Regions from separate parts of the Hordeum vulgare genome. Here region 2 is linked to region 1. The links are chromatin contacts, called in public Hi-C maps. All regions are on one chromosome and are shown on one strand. Each heading gives the region's core, a stretch centred on a gene start, on an enhancer-like site or on the middle of the called end of the contact. The rest is flanking DNA. Distances are from core to core; before and after follow the strand shown. Region 1 holds the start of LOC123426575 (chaperone protein ClpC1, chloroplastic). Region 2 has its middle 320 kb from the start of LOC123426575.

The links. A called contact is a pair of places that touch in the nucleus more often than the background predicts.
Region 2: a Hi-C map of seedling shows a contact between it and region 1, with 2.5 times the contacts expected there. The contact joins the enhancer-like site here to the promoter of LOC123426575 in region 1. A contact is called at or near these places in 2 of 6 Hi-C or Micro-C datasets (leaf and seedling).

The regions. Positions count from the first base shown.
Region 1 is chr2H:443,313,698-443,320,718 of MorexV3_pseudomolecules_assembly, forward strand. It overlaps LOC123426575 (chaperone protein ClpC1, chloroplastic), which reads right to left and starts at 4,318. Exons shown (of 11, transcript XM_045110436.1): 1 at 4,169-4,318; 2 at 3,988-4,084; 3 at 2,737-3,322; 4 at 1,315-1,430; 5 at 1,106-1,228; 6 at 836-1,021; 7 at 1-49. The coding sequence starts at 3,286.
Region 2 is chr2H:443,630,479-443,637,499 of MorexV3_pseudomolecules_assembly, forward strand. No RefSeq gene overlaps it. Among protein-coding and RNA genes, the nearest start is that of LOC123426575, 320 kb to the left of the region's middle. Within about 2 kb of position 2,398, at least 2 of the 3 cell types and tissues checked have open chromatin away from gene starts, as enhancers often do. A contact at or near this core is called in leaf and seedling, where this site is marked.

The sequences.
Region 1 (7,021 bases), core at 3,068-5,567:
CACGGTACTTGGTACCAGCAACAAGGAGCCCCATGTCAAGGGTAATAACCTAAACAGAGCAGTCATGATTAATTTTCTACAACATGATGACAAATACAAAAAGAAGCTTTATAGCACTCAATTATTTTAAACAAGCTTGATCCTTTGTGACTGGCAAAAGCCTTGGGTCCTCAACATTTAATCATTTATTATTATTTTGACCATGTCATCAACACTTAAGTACTGAAGGCTCAATAATGATCCCAATAACAACACTAATAGTGTCAGTACAGAATGACAAAATAAACACACAAAAATAGGCCTGCCATGTTATTATAAAAACTTTAAAACACCGGTTATCTGATAAGGTCCGATGGACGGTGGATATGTTCAACAGACAACAAATATCAAATGGATTAACATTAAAAAAATATTGATTGGATACATAGAAAGTTGGTAAAATACCACTAGCACTTTGCCCTTTTGATAACATGGCAATAAGTGGGGTCTGGCATTTATAAAAGGCCACATACCTATACTTACATGGCATATTTTATCACATTAGTCATTATCTAAATTCTCCCATGTCTCGTACCCCATCTGCCCCGACTCACAGTCCCAGCACGTCCATGCGTTGGCATTTTTGGAAAGTAGTTTAATGTATCGATGTATTGGCAATTTTAAAGACATTGGCATGCCCATGTATCCGTATCACCCTGATATGGATACACTCGTACACATATCGGTATCGGTGCTGCATAGCAAAAAAAGTAACCGCATTGCAATTCATGCTACTCATTTACAAACACAAAATAAACTGTGGTAATGCACATGCAACAGAAAAGTCGAGGCTAACCTTCTTTCCTTCAATTGTTTCCGGAACATCCCCATTACAAATACGTTGCGCAAGCCCCTCTGCAATAGCGGTCTTGCCGACACCAGGCTCTCCAATTAAGCATGGGTTGTTCTTTGTCCTCCTGCCCAAAATTTGAGTTACACGCTCAATTTGATCCTGTCTGCCAACAACTGGGTCCAGTTTACCCTGCAAGAAAAAAGAATGAGATTCTTTCTCTTTACTGCTAAATATCTCCAGTAGGCAAAAGGACACATGGGAGGGAGGAAATACCTCTTCTGCCAGCTTTGTCAAATTAGTACCGTATTCTTCAAGTGTAGGCATCTTCTGGCCACTGCTTCCCCCACCAACCCCAGCACCAACAGCTTCTGTGCTTTCACCAACCATTCTTATAACCTGCACAGCATGTAAAATATTCATCATCTGGACAAATTAGACTAAAACAAGCAGTAATCTAAGAAAGATATTAGTGAAGAAATTGCCTGGGTACGAATGTTGTTTGGATCAGCACCAAGGCTTTCAAGAACTCGAGCTGCCACACCTTCACCCTCACGAAGTAGCCCTAAGAGCAAGTGTTCAGATCCTATATAGTTATGCCCTGAACAATGAACATAAGGAAAATTAGTACACATCTTAGATACGCTTATCGAACAAACAATAGCCTCAAGAAGCAGCAAAATAAGCAAGACTTGTTCTTAGGCCCCTGAGACTAATGTGATATAGTAATTTTATCACCTTAGCTCAATAAATACTAAAATTTCGTCATCTTCAAGAAGGAACAATGCAATAGTGATATACTCCCTCCGTCCGAAAATACTTGTCACATTAATGGATGCATCTAGATGTATTTTAGTTCTAGATGCATACATTTTTATAAATTTGTGCGACAAGTAATTCTGGACGGATGGAGTAGTGATGTTTCAATTTTTAATGTATCAGGAGTATAGCAGTAATTCCCCGTCACTGCCAAATCTTAAGGACCCAAAGCTACCCTGCATAGGACACTGCATGGTGAGGAATTCATGGTTGACTTGCCAAAGAGCAGTAACTGCTCGCTAGATGGGCAATGAAGGTCAAGGATGAGGGATGGTAAAACATCACTGTTGAGCTAGCACACTAGCTTTCCCCAGGGTTCCTGCCACAATCACCTAATGGAGAATTTCCACAGTGTAAAAGAAGGACAAAGCCTCATTCTGCACAGGACCTGCTGATCACTTATGCTTAATATCATTCTGGATTAGTCACTGACTAAGACAATTGTACATGTTTAGTGATCAAACCACTACATGAAATCTTACACCACTCTCCATACATTAATGTACACTCAGAAAGTAAGAACAGGATACTACATAGATAAAACTAGAGTATATAAGAAACACTTATAAAAGCAACGGCCAGTCATAGTCCGGCCAAGTACATATAATGACAAAAAATAGGGCCTAGCCTCAGATAGTCAGGGCCCGACAATGATTGGGGATGGGAATGGGGAAACATCCATGTGCTTGCTTTAACCAATGGTGAGATGAATTAACCACTAGTTCCCCACACTCATCACCGAATGGGAATGCAGCTCTATTCCCATATCTAGCAAAACACCTGATGTTTACTTGTCCTCAACTACCATTCCCTAATAAAGTCATAAATTCAGATACTTTGTGCACTTTTCTTAAACAATTACACTAGTATATAGCAAAATTATGTGGACTAAGAAAAACAGAACAGAGTAACTAAGAAAAGAAACTAAAATGAAAACAGACTGATTTGGTTACAAACTAGATGTAAACAAATAAAAAAATTGATGATGTGCATCCAGCAATAATTACAGAAATCGCTTATCAAAATGGATGAAACAAGAGCATGAAACTAGCTGATTTTTGTGGATAAATGAAGGTGATAATTAATACCTAGCTGGCGAGCTTCTTCAAGTGACAATTCGAGTACACGTTTTGCACGAGGTGTAAATGGAATTTCAACGGCAACAAACCCACTGCCTCTTCCAATAATCTTCTCAACTTCCACACGGGCATCCTTAAGACTGATCCCCATAGACTTTAGAACCTTTGCTGCAATTCCAGTTCCCTCACCAATAAGGCCAAGCAGAATCTGTTCTGTCCCAACAAAGTTGTGGCCAAGGCGTCTTGCTTCCTCCTGTGCAAGCATAATCACCTTGATTGCTTTCTCTGTGAAGCGCTCGAACATGGCCCTGACCACCATTCTTGAACCTGACCCACGTGGTCGTGAAATTTGGCTTGCTACAATGGAGCCAAAGTCACGTTTGATAACGGACCTTGTATCCAGGAAATTTGTTTGCCGCAGTCCTTGAAAACCCCCGAGAGTAAGGGTCCTCGTTGGTGTACTGCGTAACATTGTGGCCCTTGTGCGCACACAGAACCGTGTAGAGCTCTTCCTGTAGGCGGTAGGAGCGATGGCAGACTGAACCAAAGTCCCCTCCATATTGAACTAACCAAAAAACCACAGGTTTACAGGTGCCTGCAAAGAAAAGAGCATTACTCAAACAGCAAACATCACAAAATGATTGCACAGCAACTTTGGCATATGGTAAGTCCCACATCTGTGGCTCAAATACGAGGTTAAAAGAATTCGCCAACCATTCACATATCATTGAAACAACACCAAATGACCACAAAACAAACAGCAGTATAGTACTATAAGAAATTCGTGCACAATGTTTTTTACTAAGCTTGATAAATTTCATGTATCCAGCAAACTTCAACACAGGATTATCCACACGTGACTGCTCCAACCAAGAGAAGAATATCATCTAAATCCGCTCGACAATAGCACCTCAATCGGACAGCCCCTGCCGTGCGCCAACACGTGCCAATCAAAGCCAACATATATCCACATCACGGCAGCTACCAAAATAGCGCACCTGACTGCATCCACCGACACGCCGGGTAAATAAAGGATTCGCAGAATTTCCCCTAGAACTAGCCAACCAACCAACCAATCGATCCACGGAACCACCAAACCCAAACCACAAATCCGTCCACCCGGGGAAACGGAACCGGATAAGGTTCCCAATGAACCCCGAAAACAATCGGAGAAACCAACGCGCGGGGAGTCATCGCCCCCCCACGAGCGAAGGGCGCGGGGACGGAAGCGAGCGGCGGGCGCGGCGGGGGAAGCCTCACCTCGGCGACGGCGTGGCCGCCCAGCGGCGGTGGACCGAGGAAGAACCTTGGGACGCGCAGAGTGGATAACACGGGGAAGAGAGCTAGATGCGAAATCCTAGCAATTCACAGGCTTAGCTAAAATTAATATAACTACTGCTCCGTAGGATCCATGTTACAATGATGAAAGTGGAATACCTACCGAAGAAATACTACCACCTCAACTCGTGCACGCGCCGTGTTCGCTGCCTTGCCCCAGGTCCAGCCGCTGGCCGCCGCCCCACCCTCTCGCTTCTCGCTAGGGCTAGTCGCCTCGAATTACACGGCACCGTGTTGATGATAAGGAGCGACCACCCACGCTTATCGGATGTGCGTCGATTTATATGGCCCAGCAAAGGCCCACAACAGACACACACACCCCCTTCACTCCACCGTTTCTCCTCCTTTTTCTACATCGGCATCTCAGAAGCTTTCTCGTAAAATTATAAAAGGAAAAAAGCATGCATTCATCCAACATAAAAAAAACTTCCTTCGTTCCTAAATATAAAACATTTTAAAGATTGCACTATAGACTACATACAAAGCAAAATGGATGAATCTATATTTTAAAAGATGTCTATATACATTTGTATGTAGTTTATAGTATAATCTCTAAAAGGTCTTATATTTAGGAACGAAGGGAGAGTACATGCGACAAGACATGCCTAATTAAAGATAAATTATTTCTTTACATGTCCCATGTTGGCTGTGAGAATGCATAATCAAGCTTCACTTATGAAAGGGGCTTCTACTTGATTGCATCTCTCACCAACCTTGTCGACGATAGGGGTCACAACTTGTCGGGCTGCCTCAAGTTCAGGATTGTCATAGAGCTTCTTGAACATGTTTAACATGTCAACGTCTGGGTTGTAATACATGACCTTGGAGAGCATCCTCGAGATCACGTTGCAAACCAAAATCCTCACTTCATCGACAAACTTCTATGCACGCCCTTTGTGATAGGCGTCCAGCGCCGTAGGTAGCCCCTCGAAGAAGAGAGACAATGTGGTGCTAACGACTTGACTATTATCCATATTGAAGCTCTAGGTTCCTACATCTATGATCCCTGGTTGAGTGTTAAGACGCTCGGTGATACCGACAAGCTTGGTGGTCCAATCAGAGATAGATTTCTCCAAGAGGGTGAAATTGTGTTCAACGGTTTTCTGCACGCACCTGGTGCTACTTATAAAGTACGTTGGCATTATTCCTCGAAGAGGAGAGGAGATGCAGCGCAATAGAGATAAGTATTTCCCTCAGTAAGAGCAGAGGTTATCGAACCAATAGGAGAATCATGCAAATTCCCGTCTCCGCCACCCACACACAAAAGAGCACACATTTGCATTCAGCGCGGGTAAGAGGGTTGTCAAGCCCTTTAAACTCATTAGTTGTAAATATTAAATAGTGATAAATAGATAATATAAATATAAAATAGAACAATAGAAGGTACATAGCAGCATTATTTGTAGTGTTTTTTTAATATGACTTGTGAAGGGTCGAGGCCATACTTTCGCTGGAGGCTTCTCTCTCGAAGAAAGCATATGGTGGGTAGACAAATTATTGTTGTGCAATTGATAGAAAAGGGCATAGTTATGAAGTATTTTTCACAACAATGATATATATATATATATGTGTGTGTGTGTGTGTGTGTGTGTGTGTGTGTGTGTGCAATCACGTTCATAAGCAAGTAGACTCACTCCTGCGTGCATCTACTACTATTACTCCAGTCATCGACTGTTATCCAGCATGCATCTAGAGTATTGAGTAAAAACAGAATAATGCTTGGAGCAAGGTGACATGTTGCAGACAAAGTAAACTCAACTAATATAAATAAACCCCATCTTTTTATCCTTAATTGCAGCAATACAAATACGTGTCATGTCCCCTTCTGTCACTGGGATTGAGCACCGCAAGATTGAACTCATCACAACGCACCACTCTAATACGTCTTCCATGCTATTATATTATCAATCTTGGATGCTTTATACGCATTTATATGATGTTTTATATCATTTTTGAGCACTAACCAATTAAGCAGTGCCCAAAGCCACTTACTATTTTCTGCGTATTTTTGGCTTTTTAAGAAAACAGTGCCAAACGAAGTCCAACCGCAACGAAACTTTTAGATGATTTTTTAGGACCAAAATAAGACCTGGAAGTTTTGGAGGAAGACCGGAGGACACACGAGGTGCCCCCAAGCCAACACAATGCGCCCACGGGGTGGCCACACCCTGACGGCTTGGGGCCACCTCCCAGCTCGTCCAACCCTAACTCCGCCTCCATAAATCCTATTTCATGCGGAAAACACGAGAGAGCTACTCAAAATATTTTTCCTGTCGCCGCAAGTCTCTGTTCCACGGTGATCCCATCTGGAGCTCTGTTCCGGTGCCCTGCGGGGGGGATGAATCACGGAGGGCCTCTACATCAACCTTGTTGCTCCCGTGATGATATGTGAGTAGTTTACCACAGACCTGCGAGTCTGTAGTTAGTACCTAGATGGCTATCTCTCTCTCTATGTTCTTCATTGCCAAGATCAACGCGATACCCACAATGATCTATCTTATGTAATCACTCTTTTGCGGTGTGTTTGTTGGGATAAGATGAATTGTGGGTTTATGTTCAGATTATTCATGAAAAGTATTTGAGTTATTTCTGAATTCTTATATGGATGATTGTGATAGCTTCGTATTTCTCTCTGATCTATCGGTTTGGTTTGGCCAACTAGATTGATTTATCTTCAGCGAGAGTGGTGCGTTGTAATGGGTTCAGTCTTGCGGTGCTCAGTCCCAATGATAGAAAGGGACATGACATGTATTTGTATTGCTGCCATTAAGGATAAAACGACGGGGTTTATTCATACTAGCGGAGTATACTTTGTCTACATCATGTCATCTTGCTTAAAGCATCACTCTGTTTTACTTAATTCTCTACATGCATGTCGGATAGCGGTCCATGAATGAAGTAATACTAGTAGATGCAGGAAGGACTCGATCTACTTGCTTACGAACGTGATGCCTAT
Region 2 (7,021 bases), core at 1,148-3,647, 310 kb after region 1:
AGACTCATAGGTTAGGTATCTAATGTGTTCATGAGTGTACACAGGATCTATAAGTCGTTGAGGAGTTTGAAATATTCGATGAATATCGACCCCTAAAAATGTATATCTTCAGTTGAAGAAATTGGTCTGAAGCAGAAGCATTGAATCGCGAAGAAATTGCGATGAAAGTGATATTCCTCATGAAGATATTGAAGATGAGGAATTCGGTGTGTTCTGAAGAAAATCAATCTGAAAGCTTTGAAGCATGAAGATTTATTGTGTCTGTTTTATTTTCTTCACTGTTGAGTCATAGGAACACCGTACTATTAAAGGGGGTCAAAGTAACACGTTAGAATGAATTTCCTCATGATGCTCAACCCAAGCCTAATCCTACCAAAAGCCTCAAGTGAGGAATATGAGAGACATGAGGACTCTCACAGTTGAGGGTCCCGACCGTTACCGCAATTCGTGCCACATCATTTATCTTATCCACACCAACGGTCATATTATTTAAGGGCATTAATGTGGAATCATGTCGGGATGCTCCCAGGCTATAAATAGCCGCCCCCCCCCCCCCACAACCATTAGCTGGTTGGCTGCTCCGTTAGAAACTGACACTTGTCATATGAGCAACCCAAATTCCTCAAAGTGTTCGAGAGTAATTCATCAGTGAGGAAATACCCCAAACACCAAACCACAAACCAAGTGATTGAGCATCACTGAAGAAGTTGTTCCTGTGTGGGACTGAAGCCTTTTACCTTTCAGGACTGTGCATCCTCCGGATGGTTAGGCGTCATGGTCTAGAGCAATCCAGCAATCAATTGTGGATCGCCAGGTGACCTAGTTTGTGAGGGTTTGGAAGTCTGCCCTGAAGACTTACCACGAGTGTTGGGCGAGGACTGTGTGTTCTTAGCTCAAGGAGAATACGGTAGGGACTGTGTGTCCCGGGACTGTGTCTCTTTTGGTTTTAATACCAAGCCGCTCCAAACCAGATGTACAATTGTCATAGCAGTTGGAACTGGGTCATCAACCACTGTCTTCACTGTGAAACGGGTTCTATTTCTTCAACTCTTTCAATTCCTCACATTGTGTGTTGAAGATTTTCATTGTCACTATTTGAAGAATTTGTTGAAGACTTTCTCTGAAATTCCTCAACCCTAAATTCTTCACGCGAGTTATTCCTCACCTATTTTTCCCCTGTGCCTGCATACTGTGCAAATAGCTTTTCATGTTCGTTACCTTGAAAACTGCTGTAGTGAAACTTTGCACTCCTGATCCTTTGTTGTTTCCGCAGCAAGTTAGTCATCAGTGAGGAATTTCCTCAAAAGGAATTTCCCCAGTGATGAAATTCTAAAAATCTCCTATTCACCCCCCTCTAGTCGATATAACGCACTTCCAAATGACCCCAAATCTTCTTGTGGCACTGCCTAATATTGCAAAGTAATTGTTGGGCCAAACACCATATTTTTACATAAGTATTTTGGTGTTGGAAGTAAATGAAATCAGAAACTATTTAAGAAGAATCTAAAAGAAAAGGAAAAATGGGAGGGATGTACTCCTAGACTACGTGTACACGCACACTGTTGGCCCAACCCAGCCTGGCCGACCTTTCTTTCACCTCCCGCCAGAGGAGGACGCTGAGCCATGGCGTGGCTCGCGCTCGGCCGCACACGCGTGTATCTCCACATGCCGGCCATCCCCGCCCCCCCGTAAGCTACAAATGCGCTTCACACCTCCCTCGCGAAACCCTAAACCTTTCACCCCGTTGCCTCCTTTGATTTATTCCTCTTCACGCTTAGCTGAACCACTGCCGCCATGGGTGCCATCGACCGCACACTCTCTGTCTACCATGCACCCTAATACCGCGTCTGTGAGCCCCACCATCGTCACTACGTCGACTACGGCAACGAGGACAAGCCCATGTCTCCACAATGAGCACCCCTTCGTCTTCTTCCTTGCGTCACTGCCGCACGTCGTCACAAATTTTGGCAACCTCGACCGCCCATTGAGCCCAGTTTTCCCACCTATAGGATCACGATTATGCCGCCTATATTCCCCTCTGTGCCCGCTCTGGATTAATAGTCGTAGCATCCTTGCCGTGTTTGTTTTGCTCCGGCTGAGAGCTCGCTGTCACATTAGAGCTCACTGTCATGGCAGCTGGTCGTCCCAGGGCCAGCTGAGCCCGTGTGTTTGCTCAGGCTTCCCCGCGGAGCCGCCTGAACCATCCCTAGTCGAGGCCGAGCCCCAGGGCGCGTTTTGCTCGGAGTCCGAACTCTGGCAGCCGCCGCGACCGACGAGCACACACCCCGAGCTCCTACCACTTATCCCATTAGACGTGTGCGAGCCCTCGCTTCCGATCCATGTGCTCCGCCGCTACTTCAGTCGCCGGGGGACATATCCCGAACCTCGCTGTCATCTCGAGGCTCACCCCCATCACGCCACCGTGTTTAAACGTCGGTGAGATGCTTCTAGGTGGATCCCCTGTGTCAGACGCTTAACTAAGCCAAATGGCCCGCTAACATTTGGGGCCACATAGTTAGTGGTTTAGTTAGTTTAAGTTAAAACGATTTGGTTAATTAATCCATCACTAACAGCCCGAACCCACGTGTTAGTTAGTATAATTAAGATTAGTTAAAATCCGTTAACTAACCCCTCCCTCACCGATAGAAAGGCCCCACTGGCTAGTTTGACCAGTGAACTGGTCCATAGTTGACTACTGACCGAGCAGTCAACTAGCACCCCATGTGAGCCTGTGGTGCACCACTCGGTGCACCCGACCTGGTGTACCTAGCAGTTTTCCCAATTAATTTTTGAACTAAAATTAATTTTAGAATAATACTAACACTTTGAAAAATCTTATAAAATAATTTATAACTCGAATGAAAATATTTTATATATGAAAGTTGATCAGAAAAATCCAACGAATCCGAATACATTGTCCGTTCATGTGTCATATGCATCTAGCATGAGGAACATGGACATTTTGCATTACGATCATATGTCTGGTAATAGCCAAAGACCCAAGAAATATCACAGAGATTTTCCCGTTCCGTCTGTAACATGTAGCATTGCGTTAGATCATCCCTAGCACTTCATATTGCCCTGTCACGCATTTTTATCCATTTTTTGCTATTAGTTATTTTCTTCCACCTATTCTCTCAGATAGAACCCAAGACTGAAGTTGCTGCAGTGTACGACTACATCCCTAACGATCAAACTTTTCCAGCAGAGCAACAAGGCAAGCAAACCCCCTTGATCATCTGATATCACCCATTCTTTCTCCCTCGTGCTTGCATTGGAATTCCCTACTGTTGTAGATAGCTCCTATTCTAATGTATAACTTATTTTTGTTAAACTGATGTTGTACCCTACTACATATTAAATGCTTAATATAGGTTGATTAATAGTGAACCCACTGTGTTCGAATTTCCCCCGCTTCATCATCGAAGACTTGAAGACTTGAAGACTCGATCATCTTGATCGACGAGCCAAACCATCATATCACCTCACACCCCTCAGTTGTATGACCCTGCAGAGCTACTATCGAGTATCGAGGGTGATACCTCATAAGGTACTCCTCATATTAACTCTCTAGTACATTTAACTAGAGGTATATTACGGAGAGTGATTCCTCCTTCACCACTTCCGATAATGACTCTGTCGTGCAACACCTCAAGCGTGAACCATCGAGGGTGATTCCTCCCTAGTCACCTTGACAGTTACGTTGATTAGAATCCATCAAGGGTGATACCTCAGATTCCTTTGATGTTATAGACATATGGTTACTTTAACTTTACTCCTTGAACATGATGAGATGAGTGGAGCGCGTGGATTCCCGCGTGATTGTGATGAGGCCTGGCCGGGCATTCTTGTCCCTTGCCACAAGTCCTCGAGACGGGGCGACCAAACCACATATCGTGGGTCTTTGATTGTCGCCACAGTTACGGAACAACTGGATACCCTCGTGATTGTGACGAGGCATGGCCAGGCATTCTTGGCCCTTGCCACAAGTCCTCGAGACGGGGCGATGGGACCACATATTGTGGATCATTGATTGTCACCGCAGTTAACAAAAACATTAATGGACTTAGATATGTGATCTGAGAAGGCCTCTAGCCTGTTTCGCACGAACCACCACATGGGAATAAGTATGGGCACTCTACATCGTACATTCGCCAGAAAGCTTTTCAGATGTCACAGTCAGAGGCACGCACCAAGGGGGCGTGCGTAAGCACAATCTTTGTATAAAGAGGTGCCAGGACTGACACTGGCCATCCTCACAATGCACAGGATTGTGAAGGGAGATTCGCCCATGACCCCTTTCTGATTATGATGTAGACCAATGTGTGGCGTCTCTGTTGGGCCTAGGTAGGACTATTGTGTGTCGATCAGCCGAGGCCAGGCATGACCCAGGAAAGTGTGTCCGACCGGAGTTAATCGAGCATGTTGGGTAAGTTTGTGCACCCCTACAGGTAAGTATATATATTCGAATAGACATGTCCATGGTAACGGACTCTCGGAGTTGTATTCCGATCTAATACAACTAGAAGCGTGATTAAAATTGAAATGTTGGCTCCATGATTTCCTTCTCGCGGTGAGTCGAGGAAGGATCTCCAGGAGTTTTTAAATAAAATTTGTTGCAACATAATTATTATATATGTGTTACTGATCTACACTCTTCTAATGCTGCAGGAACCTAAAGATGGTAGTCTTCAATAGGACTAGGTATTCCTCCTCTATTCTGGCATTTCTTTAGTTCGGTCCAAGGATATAGCCACATCCCTTTGAAATCAATGCATAGTTAGCATAGGTCTCATGTCAGTCTTGCGAGTACTTTGGATGATTAATCACCGTTGCTTTGCTCCCCTTTTTCCTCTTGATATGAGTGCCACAACCAGATGACGGAGCCCGGAGCCAGTTGATCCCGCTAACGACTACTACTACCCCGATGGAGCCTACTACTACATGGAGGCCACTCATGCCCAGGAGTAGTTAGGAGGCTCCCAGGTAGGAGGCCTTGGCTTTTCGATCCGATGTTATGTTTGTGCTAGCCTTCTTAAGGCAAAACTTGTTTACTTATGTCTGTACTTAGATATTAATTGCTTTCGCCGACTCGTTTGTATTGGAGCCCTCGAGGACTGTGGCTTTTAATATGAAGCTTGAGTGACTTTAATTTGTCTCTAGAGTTGTGTTGTGATATCTTCTCGTGAGTCCCTAATCTTGGTCGTATGCATTTGCATGTATGACTAGACTACGATCAAAATGGGGTCGTCACAAATCTTGAAGCCACACGAGGAGCTCCCAAGGCAACATGGCGTGCCTAGGGAGGTGGCCGCACCCTTATGCCTCGGTGCCCCCTGTGGTCCCACTTGACCTGATTTCTACCCTATAAATTCTCAAATATTCTAGAAACCCTAAATATCATCTACAAACAGTTTTTACGCCGCTGCAAGTCTCCGTTCCATGATGACCCCATACGGAGCTCCGTTCCGGCACCCTCCCAGAGGGGGATTGATCATGGAGGGCCTGTTCATCAACCTTGCTGCCCGCTTGATGATGTGTGATTAGGTCACCATAGATCTATGGGTCCATAGTTAGTATCTTGATGGCTATCTCTCTCTCTCTCTCTCTCTCTCTCTCTCTCTCTCTCTCTCTCTCTCGATTTTCATACAATGATCATCACATCTTTTCTTTGATCTATCTGATGTAATTCTTTTGCATGGTGTCTTTGTTGGGATCCAATGAATTGTGGGTTTATGTTTAGATTATTCATGAAAATTATTTGAATCTTCTCTGAGTTTTATGATTCTTATTTGCATGATGATCATAGCTTCGTAAATCTATCTGATCTATTGAATTTCTTTGGCCAAGTAGTTTGATATTTCTTTAGTGGTAGGTGTGCGTTGTAGTGGGCTCAGCCTATCGAGTTCCTACATACCACTAACAGAAAGGGGAAAAGTTGCATCTTTGTTTTGCTGCCACTAAGGATAAATCAATGGAGTCCGTTCATATTGGTTGAGTTTACTTTGTCTATATCATGTCATCGGTCTCCAAGCATTACTCTGTTTTACTTAATACTATAAATGCATCCTGGATAGAAGTCGATGGGTGGAGTAATAGTAGTCGGTGCAGGCCGGAGTCGGCCTATTTTCTTATGGACGTGATGCCTATATATACATGGACATTGCCGTGAAAATCGCATAACTATCTGTTGTTCTATCAATTGCCCAACAGTAGTTTGTTTACCCACCATATGTTTCTTTCATGAGAGATGCCACTAGAGAACACTATGGCCCCCAGTTCTATTCACTTATATATTCAGATAGCTTATAATTTCCTTGCTTTCATTATTTGCCTTTTATTTTATTTTGCAAGTCACAACTATCTACAATTATCTACACATCTCATTCGCATGCAAATAACGATATCAAGGGGATTGACAACCCTCTTGCCCGCGTTGGGTGCAAGTTGTTTGCTCTTTTGTGTGCAGCCACTGAAGATGGTTGAGGATTGATATTCCTATTGGTTCAGTAAACCTTAGTTTCTTAATCGAGGGAAATACTTCAAACAGTGACAATGAAAATCTTCAACATACAATATTGAGGAATTTAAAGAGTTCAAGAAATAGAACCCGTATCACAGTGAAGACATTGGTTGATGACCCAGTTCCAACTTCTGTGACAGTTGTACGTCTGGTTTGGAATGGCTTGGTATTGAAACCAAAAGACACACAGTCCCGGGACACACAGTCCCTACTGTATTCTCCTTGAGCTAAGGACACACATTCCTCGCCCAACACTCGTGGTAAGTCTTCAGGGAAGACTACCAAGCGCTCACAAACTTGGTCACCCGGCGATCCACAATTGACTGCTGGATTGCTCTAGACCATGACACCTAACCGTCTGGAGGATGCACAGTCCTCAAAGGTAAAAGGCTTCAGTCCCACACAGGAACAAATTCTTCAGTGATGCTCAATCACTTGGTTTTTGGTTTGTGGTTTGGTGTTTGGGGTATTTCCTGACTAATGATTTACTCTTGAAGA